Linked DNA regions of Mus musculus: region 2 is linked to region 1. The links are chromatin contacts, called in public promoter capture Hi-C maps. All regions are on one chromosome and are shown on one strand. Each heading gives the region's core, a stretch centred on a gene start, on an enhancer-like site or on the middle of the called end of the contact. The rest is flanking DNA. Distances are from core to core; before and after follow the strand shown.

What was found. Promoter capture Hi-C pulls out the DNA fragments that hold promoters and counts their contacts.
Region 2: a contact with region 1 is called in a promoter capture Hi-C map of the HPC-7 cell line. The contact joins the enhancer-like site here to the promoter of Pla2g4a in region 1. A contact is called at or near these places in 19 of 39 promoter capture datasets (the 3T3-L1 cell line, 3T3-L1-derived adipocytes, the C10 cell line and 11 more), 1 of 484 Hi-C or Micro-C datasets (uterus), 4 of 115 datasets of contacts at active chromatin or transcription factors (acute myeloid leukemia, bone marrow-derived macrophages, embryonic fibroblasts and 1 more) and 3 of 9 other capture datasets (adipose tissue, liver and macrophages).

The regions. Positions count from the first base shown.
Region 1 is chr1:149,958,634-149,963,551 of GRCm38.p6, forward strand. Pla2g4a (phospholipase A2, group IVA (cytosolic, calcium-dependent)) reads right to left here and starts at 2,657. Exons shown (of 18, transcript NM_008869.4): 1 at 2,558-2,657.
Region 2 is chr1:150,249,047-150,253,964 of GRCm38.p6, forward strand. No RefSeq gene overlaps it. Among named protein-coding and RNA genes, the nearest start is that of Pdc, 68 kb to the right of the region's middle. Within about 2 kb of position 2,850, at least 34 of the 459 cell types and tissues checked have an H3K27ac peak or open chromatin away from gene starts, as enhancers often do. A contact at or near this core is called in the HPC-7 cell line and embryonic fibroblasts, where this site is marked.

The DNA.
Region 1 (4,918 bases), core at 1,407-3,906:
ATCATAAATCAAAGGAGAATGCCATATAAAATCTAACTCCTAAATTTGTGAGTTTATGAGTAGATTCTATATAATACTCATAGTATTATATACTTTTATACTCATAGTATAAAAGAAAATGTGTAAAGCATAAAGTAATGAAAATACATGGATTCTTTCCCTATGTGGTAATGTGTGCTAGATAATCAATAAATATTAACAGAGTAAATAAATAGACAAAAATCATTTAAAAGCAATTAACTCCTTAGAGGAGAATAAGTATGTATTTTTTTATTTTGTTCTTTGCAATTTTTCTATTATTTAACAAGATTTTTGACAATAAGTGTGAATTATTTTTGTAATAAAAATAATATTAAAAAACACGATCAATCTGGGAAATACAGTTCAGAAAGTTAGGACAAAAGCAGAATATATAGATATACTTCAGAATCCAATGAAAAACTTGCATCAATTTCTCCCTTATGCATATTGTGTTTAAGCAAAAAGACTCATCAAAAGTTGAAGACAATGATAGGCCTAATGTTTCATGGAGAATATTGTTGGAATTGAGTCTAGAATCTAGGTCACTAGCTTTCTAGGAAGTGGTTCTATTCATGGTAGTAGGGAGCTTAGAGTGGCTATCAGTGAACAAGTGCCCCTTGAGATTCTCAGTATGACAGTGGGGCAGCTCCTACTCACATGTGAAAGCGTTTGCTGCTTAACTTTGATAAATGATAAGAAAATCCAGAGGTTTATGAAATGTCCCATGTCTTTGGCAAATGTGTGAATTGCTTTCTTTCTTTCAAATTTGTGTGCACTGGACAAGCATGTGTTCATTACCTTAGGAGAACTCCTGAGTCCTCAAAATGTTTGTAAAGGAGTTAGAGATCAAAAAGAAAGAAAAAGAAATATATATTATGTATATATAAATATATATATAATTTTACCAGCATGATGGCATACTGTGGGGAGATGTGGTGATATACAGAAAGGAAGGGAAAACAAACATGGCAACTTTTTTCTTACTCTTTTTTTACTCCTCAAGCATGTTTATTAATATTTAAACAATCGAACAATCTGCTTCAGGACTAGAAAAAACAGTAGGAAAGACAAGGGTTAAAGACAAGCCAATTTAGTTCTCTGACATGAACCTTATGAGAGGCTAAGACATGTGTTTCATAATTTTATTTTTTCTATTTAAAAATAAATATAAAATGCTATTTTAAAAACGTATACAGTTAAAATGAAAGTGTCTCTTCCCATAAAATATGTTTTCCTTAGAGGAAGTTTTGTAAAACTTTGAGAGAAGGCCATTAAACTTCTCTATGCATTTCACAATTATTGCTTAATTTAAAATTTAACTCTTCGTGAGCTCAATGAAAACAGAGACCAGCTTCATTGGCCAGGTCTCACTATATCTGTGATATAATTTCAGACTGGATAGGTCTATTTCATTAAATTCTCTGTGAATCTCTTTGACTGCAATTTCAAATGTATTCAACAAACAGAAGCAACACAAAATACACTCCTTTTTCCCAAATTAGAATCCCAAATATAATACTAAAATCCACCCCTTCTTTTTATGTTGTTGTTTCGTTTGTTTGTTTGTTTGTTTGTTTTTTGTTTTTTGTTTTTCGAGACAGGGTTTTTCTGTATAGCCCTGGCTATCCTGGAACTCACTCTGTAGACCAGGCTGGCCTTGAACTCAGAAATCTGCCTGCCTCTGCCTCCCTGGGATTAAAGGCGTGCGCCACCATGCCGGGCGAATCCACCCCTTCTAAGTGGCACATCTCTAATGCTGCTCTCCACCAGCCTTCAGTGAAAGCAGTTTAAACCAACAGCTAACATCAGGAGCATTTTTCATAACCAAGTGTCTGAAGTGATGAATCTATTTAAATCATTACAAATTGTAAAAGAAGTAAAGATGTTAAGTCATTTATTTCAAAACCAAGTCCCTTTCACTCTTCCATCTTTTAGATTTTAGAACCTCAGTTCTAAAATGATATTCACAAGTGTGCAACTTGATAGAATATTTTCCAAAAAACTGTTTTGACCTGTTGTCCTGTCACAAGTTACCCAAAGCCTGAGAGCAGCGGTGCTTGTTAGTTCAAGGTTAGTTTTTCAGTGTTATAAGTCACATCACACAGCAGCCCATTAAATACCCAGGAATGTTCTGCGAACATAACTCTTTTTATCAATTAAAATTTAAATGAGTCACCAAACTGCCCCTAAACATCTTTACAAGCAGCACTCAAACTCAGGAGTCAGGAATCACTGGGTAGCATCACGTGGGACACAAAGGCGCGCCAACTCACTTCTCTATAAAGACTCAATTTCCCAGCACCCGCTGAAGGAAACAACCTATACCTTTATTCCAATCTGCTCTTAGACCCAGGAAACCAAACCCTCCTCACTTAGAAGGAAACTGAAGCCTGCGTTGTGAACCTTTCCCAGAGGCAGAGGAGTGAAAGAAGTGAAGTTTTAGCACGCGTGGCTGCCTTCCTCCTGGGAAGCTGCCCACGGATAGCGATGGAAAGTGCAAGAGGAAGCAGGCAGGGAGAGTAAATGCATTGCTTACAGTTCCCAGAGTTAAATGAGAATCCTCAGGCTTCTCTGTGCCTTCTGGCTCTCAGTCGGGAGCCCTTCACAGTTCCGACTTCTAGAAAGTCTTCTCCGGCTGGTAGGAGGGGCTAAGAAGTGGGCTGGTCTCTGTGGATGTTAAGGTGGAATTCAAGCGAGCTCCTCTGGTGAAGACTAACATTCTAAATGGACATGTTTAGTTTTCAGAAACAGGCCTTTCGAGTCAGAAAATATACTTTAAAAATATGTGATCTAACTGGTCCTAGGGGTGTGCATGAAAATATGCTTTAAAAACATGTGACCTAACTGGTCCTGGGGGTATGCATGTGCGTGCCTATGTGTGTGTGTGCATGTGTGTGTGTGTGTGTGTGTGTGCATGTGCGTGTGTGTGTGTGTGTGTGTGTGTGTGTGTGTGAGAGAGAGAGAGAGAGAGAGAGAGAGAGAGAGAGAGAGAGAGAGAGACTGCTGCTGCTGCTGCTTGCCCTTAAGCAGTCACTACTTCCTCTTTTTTCCAAAAGACTAAAAGTGAAGTTGAAAAGATAATGCATTATGTTGAGAATTTTTAGAGTCTTTAAAAGGTGAAGTTTTAAACAAACCGCAAATACAAAACGCATATACATTTTACAGTTGAACAGTGTTGGACAACCTTGAAAAGCAAACCTGTTCAAGCCTTTCTCCCCAAACTCAAAGCCTCTGAGTTGTTTAAGCCCTTTCAGAGAATAGAACCCATAAGTTCCGACGTAGAAGTAACAACAAATCAGGAAGAATCTGCAATCTAATTTGAAGCATATAATAACTTCTATGTGAAGAAAGTGTTGTATCTATTACAAGCGTGGTAGCTCACAACTGTCATGTGGGAAGTAGAAAAAAAAACATGTATGAGTTCAAAGTCAGCTTATGCTACATAGTGAAGCCATATCTCAAGGCAAACAGACGTCCTGACAATTCATGAAATCCTGTTACTCTAAGTACCCTGGTTAGAATGCCTTCAGGGCTTCCTCCATATCAAAGGCAGTTAGCAGAGCCCCTTCCTCTCTACAACGCCACCATTTATCTCCTAATTAATATCCTCAATATTTCTTAAAAGCACATCTTTTCTTCTTCTGTTTGCTTTCTATTGCTGGGATAAATTTTTCTGACCAGAAGCAATTTGTGAAGGGAAAGTTTTATTTGGGCATACAGGTCCTGACAGTCCATCAGGAAGCGAAGTCAGAGTAGAAATTCAAAGCAGAAAACAGGAGGCAAGACCTGAAGCATAAACCAAGGAGGGATGCATTTTTGTTCTCGTTTCATAATTTACTCCTTTTTGGTGTCGGAGGCAGGCTCTCATGCAACCAAGGCTGGACTCAAACTGAACTGGCTAGCAACAGATGACTTTGAACGCCTGACTTTCCTGCCACCACCTCCGTGGAATCAAAAGCACATGCCACCCAGGCCTAGCAATTACACTTTTAAAGGCTCCTTTTCCATTCATGAGTAAAGTAAAAGGCAAATCTGACACCTCCATTCTATCACAAAGTACAAGTTTATGTGGTATGAATAGACAGATTCACGAAGTTAAGATAAATATGGTAATCCACTGCAGAAAATATGGCTACACGTAAGTTGTGTTCACCAACACTTGGGTTAGGAATTAGGTTACCCTAATTCCTTCTATCCACTTGCAGCAACAATTTCACGAGTTGTTTTTTGCTCTCCAAGATCCCTCTAAATTTGGTGCAGGGAATTCCTGTCCAATTTTAGTGACTCTGTCACAATGGGCACAAACCCCATTACTCATCTCACAGAAGGACTTCCAGGCACTGCAGGGTTTTGAAAATATTTATGCTGTTGGAATTTAAATGTGCTGACGACAGTGTGTAGTCTAAGCCCATTGCCTCTGTGTTGAGGCAATTCTGAGTAGAAAGAATTATCTCTGAGTAAATTTCCTGTATTTCTCAAGTAGCCAAGCCTTGAAAGATGTCACTAGAAGGTTTTTCTTTAGCACATCAGTTGCCTAGGGCCAAGATAATAACAGAATTCTTATATGTATGTTTATAACACCACTGCCTGCAAGCTCAGGAACTCTCTACTTTTCAGTCTCTAAAATACATGATCAGGCCTCAGCACCTACTTTGAAAAATCCTCATTCTTTACATTCATGTCATTTTTCTTCAGTTAGACACACTACAAAACGGATAATTTGATTTTTACCCAAATAACAAAAATAGTCACATGCCAGGACTTCATTTCATTTTATTTATCACATGGCTTCAAAGTCCACAGTTATCCCATTTATTTTTGTAAGTAAAGTAAAAAAAAAAAAGAATGTGACAACTTGCAACAAATATATACTGCAAACCGCTTTTTCCAAAAATTT
Region 2 (4,918 bases), core at 1,600-4,099, 290 kb after region 1:
CATAAATCTCCTGTTCTTTGATCTGTACTTAATTATTTATCAACTATAGATGAACTCACCCAAAGCCAAGCCTGTATGTGGAGGAAATATAGATAGATAGATAGATAGATAGATAGATAGATAGATAGATAGATAGATAGATAGACACATATATGTGTGTGTATATATACTTTTAAAATTAAATTAATACAGCATTAATTTAGTCCATTACTAAGTATTCTTGCTATTTTGCTCATATATACATAATATGCATAATATGTATTAATATATGTATCAATATAATATTACATATTATGCATATTATGTATATAAGCAAAAGGGAAAATATCTAAAATATTTAATAATATTGTTATATATAATATATATTTAAACAAAAAGGAAAATACCTAAAATATTTAATAATGGATTGAATTCATGTTCCATTAATACCCTGGGCTATAGAGTAAGACTCTGTTTCAAACAAACAACAAGCAAATAAGATTAAGCAAACAAGCAAATTGCCTTGTAAATTATATTACCATTCCAAAGCCAAGGGAAAATAGCTATTAATTGTGAGAAAAAACAGAATTGGAAATACTAAATACAAGTAACTCAAGAATATAGTGTCAGAATTTTGAATCAATAGAGCAGATGGCAAAAACTGTGTGAATGTAGAGAGTGTTGTGAATCACACACACACACACACACACACACACACACACACACACACACACACAGATCCAAGAGAAATTCTCTGTGAAGGAAGAGCATCAGTCTTGTTAAGTAAAACAAGATTCCCTAGGGCTCAGATTGAGAAATGGTGGTGGGAGACTAAGGTATATATGTAATGTATGTATGCATATATTGGTGCTCTGTGCACATAGATATAAGAGGTAGAATGTTCAGTGTGTAGTAGGAGACATTTTGTTGTATATGTGTGGAGATATATATGTTGTGTGTGGGTGTATAGTGTGTGTGTGTGTGTGTGTGTGTGTGTGTGTGTGTATGAATGTGTGTGTAGTGTGTGTATCCACATGTCTGTAGGTAGTGTGTATGTGGTGTGTGTATCTGTGTGTGTGTGTGTGTCTGTGTGAACATGTAGTGTGTAGGGGGTATAGGAGTGTATTGTGGTGTGTGTGTGTGTGTGTGTGTGTGTGTGTGTGTGTGTGTGTGTGTGTGTGTGTTTATGAGCATGTGTATGTTTTAGTAATATTTTCCAGTCATGATGTGCACAAGGTTACAAAGAGAAGAATTATGCCTCACCCTGTATTACTAGATGTCTGAGTGCTAACCTATGTATATACATAGTAATTTTTCTCAGTTGGTCTATAAATAAGGTTCTAAAGAAAAGGCTTATGCCCTATCACCTCATTACCACATGTCTAGGTGTGTGTCAAACTCTCTCAGGGATAGACATTTGCAGAACTAACTTTCTACCTTATAGATGGGAAACTGACTCAGGTAAGCCAAACCCATTTTCTTTCTTCCTCCTTCCTTCTTCCCCCTTCCTCCCTCACACCAGCTATTCACTCCCTATTTTCCTTTCCAGAACTATGGGAGTAGGCAAACCTCTCACGTGGCTGTCCTGCCCAGCTTTCAGTCAGCTAGTGGCTCTTGCAAGCTTTCCCTTAGTGAGTCCTCTTTCTGAAAACTAGGATCCTGCTTCCTCTTGGTTCCTGGAGTTGGTATGACAGCTCTGTCAAGAAGCTTTCCTGTTTCCTCAGTTGTATATATTCCTTTTAAATAGTTATGAGTACATTTTATTTAACCAGTTAGAGAAAGGAATAATTAATTCTCCAAAGTCTAAGGAGACTTTGGGGTCTAAGTTCTCAACCTTCCTAATGCTGTTTTTAATGCTTTAATATATGGTTCCACATGTTGTGGTGACCCCCCGACCATAAAATTATTTTCATCGCTATTTCATAACTGTAATTTTGTCACTGTTATGAATCATAACATAAATATCTGATATACAGATGGTCTTAGGCGACTCTATGAAAGGCTTGTTCAACAGCCCCAGGGGTGATGATCCACGGGTTCAAAACCACTGGTCTAAAGGCTGAATCTCAGAAATTCTTTAAAATGGCATTGGATTTCCCCAAAGCACTTATTAGCTAAGGCTGTTACTGCACAAACATGTCTTCAGTTGTGCAAGTATCTCTCCAAACCCAGAAGTCCAGGACTGGGAAAAAAAGAGTGTGTCTAAAATCTGGGAAAATAGTCTCAATTTTGCTAACACTGCAGTATTCTAAAAGGTTACCTGTGGAGTGTGAAGCTCAGGCCGTCAATCTGTTACAGTGACACAAGTCCCTTCCAATTCACACAAACAGGGAATAGGCTAGAGAAATTGACTCGTTCAAGGGCTAAAAAATTGAAAAGATGTAAATTTTTATTAAGTCAAATTACTTTTTATTTAATTGAAGTACTTTTTGGTACTTAGCAACTGCATCTTATTATGGGAAGAAGAAATTTTGTATAAGAGAATAAAGGTCTAAGTAATTCAAAATGCTTTCTGGGAAGTGGAAATTCCAATTTTGGTAGCAAGTCTCCAAAGCTCTGGTTCACACAGTCCCAGCACAGCTAGACATTCCAGCACACTGAAATCATGGCTTTTGAGACTGCTTTAGAAATACCTGTGCCAAGAATATGAACACACACCCATAAGTAACAACGGAAGTGGCCATCAAAGAAAGTGTGTGGACCCCTACAAGTCCTATAAATACTGGGGGAAATATAACCCCCCATTTTAGCTTCAGGAAGAACAAAAAATGAGTGTTCTCAAAACTGGCACAGCTCAACATGCAGGCATCCCAGCTTGCTCTTAGGGCTCTCCCTTCCTGTGTGCATCGTGACTATGCATTATAAACCACCCAGCCAACACTGTCTCCTGAACTCAGTTCTCTTTGCCACAATGAAGCTAACAGTCATTGATTCTACTACTACTACTTTCGAGTTTCAGAAAATGATGAGTCATTCAGTCTGTCTTTCCCCTAGTGACTTCACAGCACTTGCTTCTTTGACTCAAATGGCAACTGGCAACGTAGTGTTAGACATTTGACAGTAGAGGTGTAGAAGCAAAAATAGCCTGCTCCTCCCTCAACAGTTTACCATAAAGCCAGGCATGGTAGCACTTGCCCATAATTTTAACCTTCGGGGGATGGACACAGAAAGATTACAAGTCTGAATATAACCCAGCCTATATAGAGATCCAGTCTTACACACATACACATTAAGAAGTAATCAACCAAACAAACAACAATCAAAATTTCTCCCTAAAGTAACCCAAACACAAAAGAACACACATGGTATGCACTCACTGATAAGCGGATTATTAACCCAAAAGCTCGGATACCCAAGATACAGTTCACAGACCACATGAAGCTCAAGAAAAAGAAAGACCAAAGTGTGGGTGCTTCGGTCCTTCTTAGAACTGGGAACAAAATACTCATGGGAGGAAATATGGAGACAAAGTGTGGAGCAGAGACTGAAGGAAAGGCCATCCAAAGACTGCCCCACCTGGGGATTAATCCCACCTGGGGTTTAACAGTCACAAAACCCAGACACTAGTGTGGATGCCAAGAAGTTAATGCTGACAGGAGCCTGATATAGTTGTTTCCTGAGGGGCTCTACCAGGGCCTGACAAATACAGAGGTGGATGCTCACAGACAACCATTGGACTGAGCATGGGGTCTCCAATAGAGGAGTTAGAGAAAGGACTGAAGGAGCTGAAGGGGAGAATCTTTTAGGTATACCAGCAGTGGTATAGCTGGGTTTTCAGGTAGTACTATGTCCAATTTTCTGAGGAATCACCAGATTGATTTCCAAAGTGGTTGTACCAGCTTGCAATCCCACCAGCAGTGGAGGAGTGTTCCTCTTTTCCCTCATCCTCGCCAGCATCTGCTATCATCTGCGGTTTTGATCTTAGCCATTCTGATTGGTGTGAGGTGGTTTCTCGGGGTCATTTTGATTTGCATTTCTCTGATGACTAAGGATGTTGAACATTTCTTTAGGTGCTTCTAAGCCATTCAAGAATCTTCAGTTGAGAATTCTTTGTTTAGCTCTGTCCCCCATTTTAATAGGGTTATTTTGTTCTCTGTTGTCTAGAAAGTCTCAAACACCAGGGAAGCTAGAGGTTCCCAGGATGCAACAGGGATGACTTTAGCCAAAATACCCAATAAAGGGGAGATACAACCTGTATAGATAGACATAGCCCCCAGCTGAAGGATGCGGCCACCACCCATCTCAAAATATTTAAGCCAAAATTGTTCCTGTCCAAAGGAAAGACAGGGACAAGAAATGAAGCAGAGACTGACGGAAAGGCCATCCAGATACTGCTCCACCTAGGGATTCATCCCATCTGCAGACACCAAACCCCCACACTATTGCTGATGCCAAGAAGCACTTGCTGACAGGAGCCTGGTGTGGCTGTTTCCTGAGAGGTTCTAATAGTACCTGACCAATACAGATGCACATACTCACAGCCAACCATCAAACTGAGCCTGGGGACCCCAGTGGATGAGCTAGGGGAAGGACTGAAGGAGCTGAAGGGGATTGCAACCCCATAGAAAGAACAATATCAACTAATCAATTAACCAGACCCCCCCCCCAGAGCTCCCAGGGACTAAACCACCAACCTAAGAATATACATGGGGGGATCCATGGCTCCAGATACATATGTAGCAGAGGATGGTCTTATCTGGCATCAGTGGGAAGAGAGACCCTTGGTCCTGTGGAGGTTTGATGCCCCAATATTGGGGGATGTTAGAGTGGTGAGGCAGGAGTGGGTGAGCAGATGGAGGAGCACTCTCATGGAGGCCAAGAGGAGGAGGGAGAGGGGGAATCTGATGGGGTTTTGTGGAGGAGAAACAGGGGAGGGGGATATCATTTGAATTGTAAACAAATAAAATGATTAATTTTAAAAGTCTGTGACACACCACCT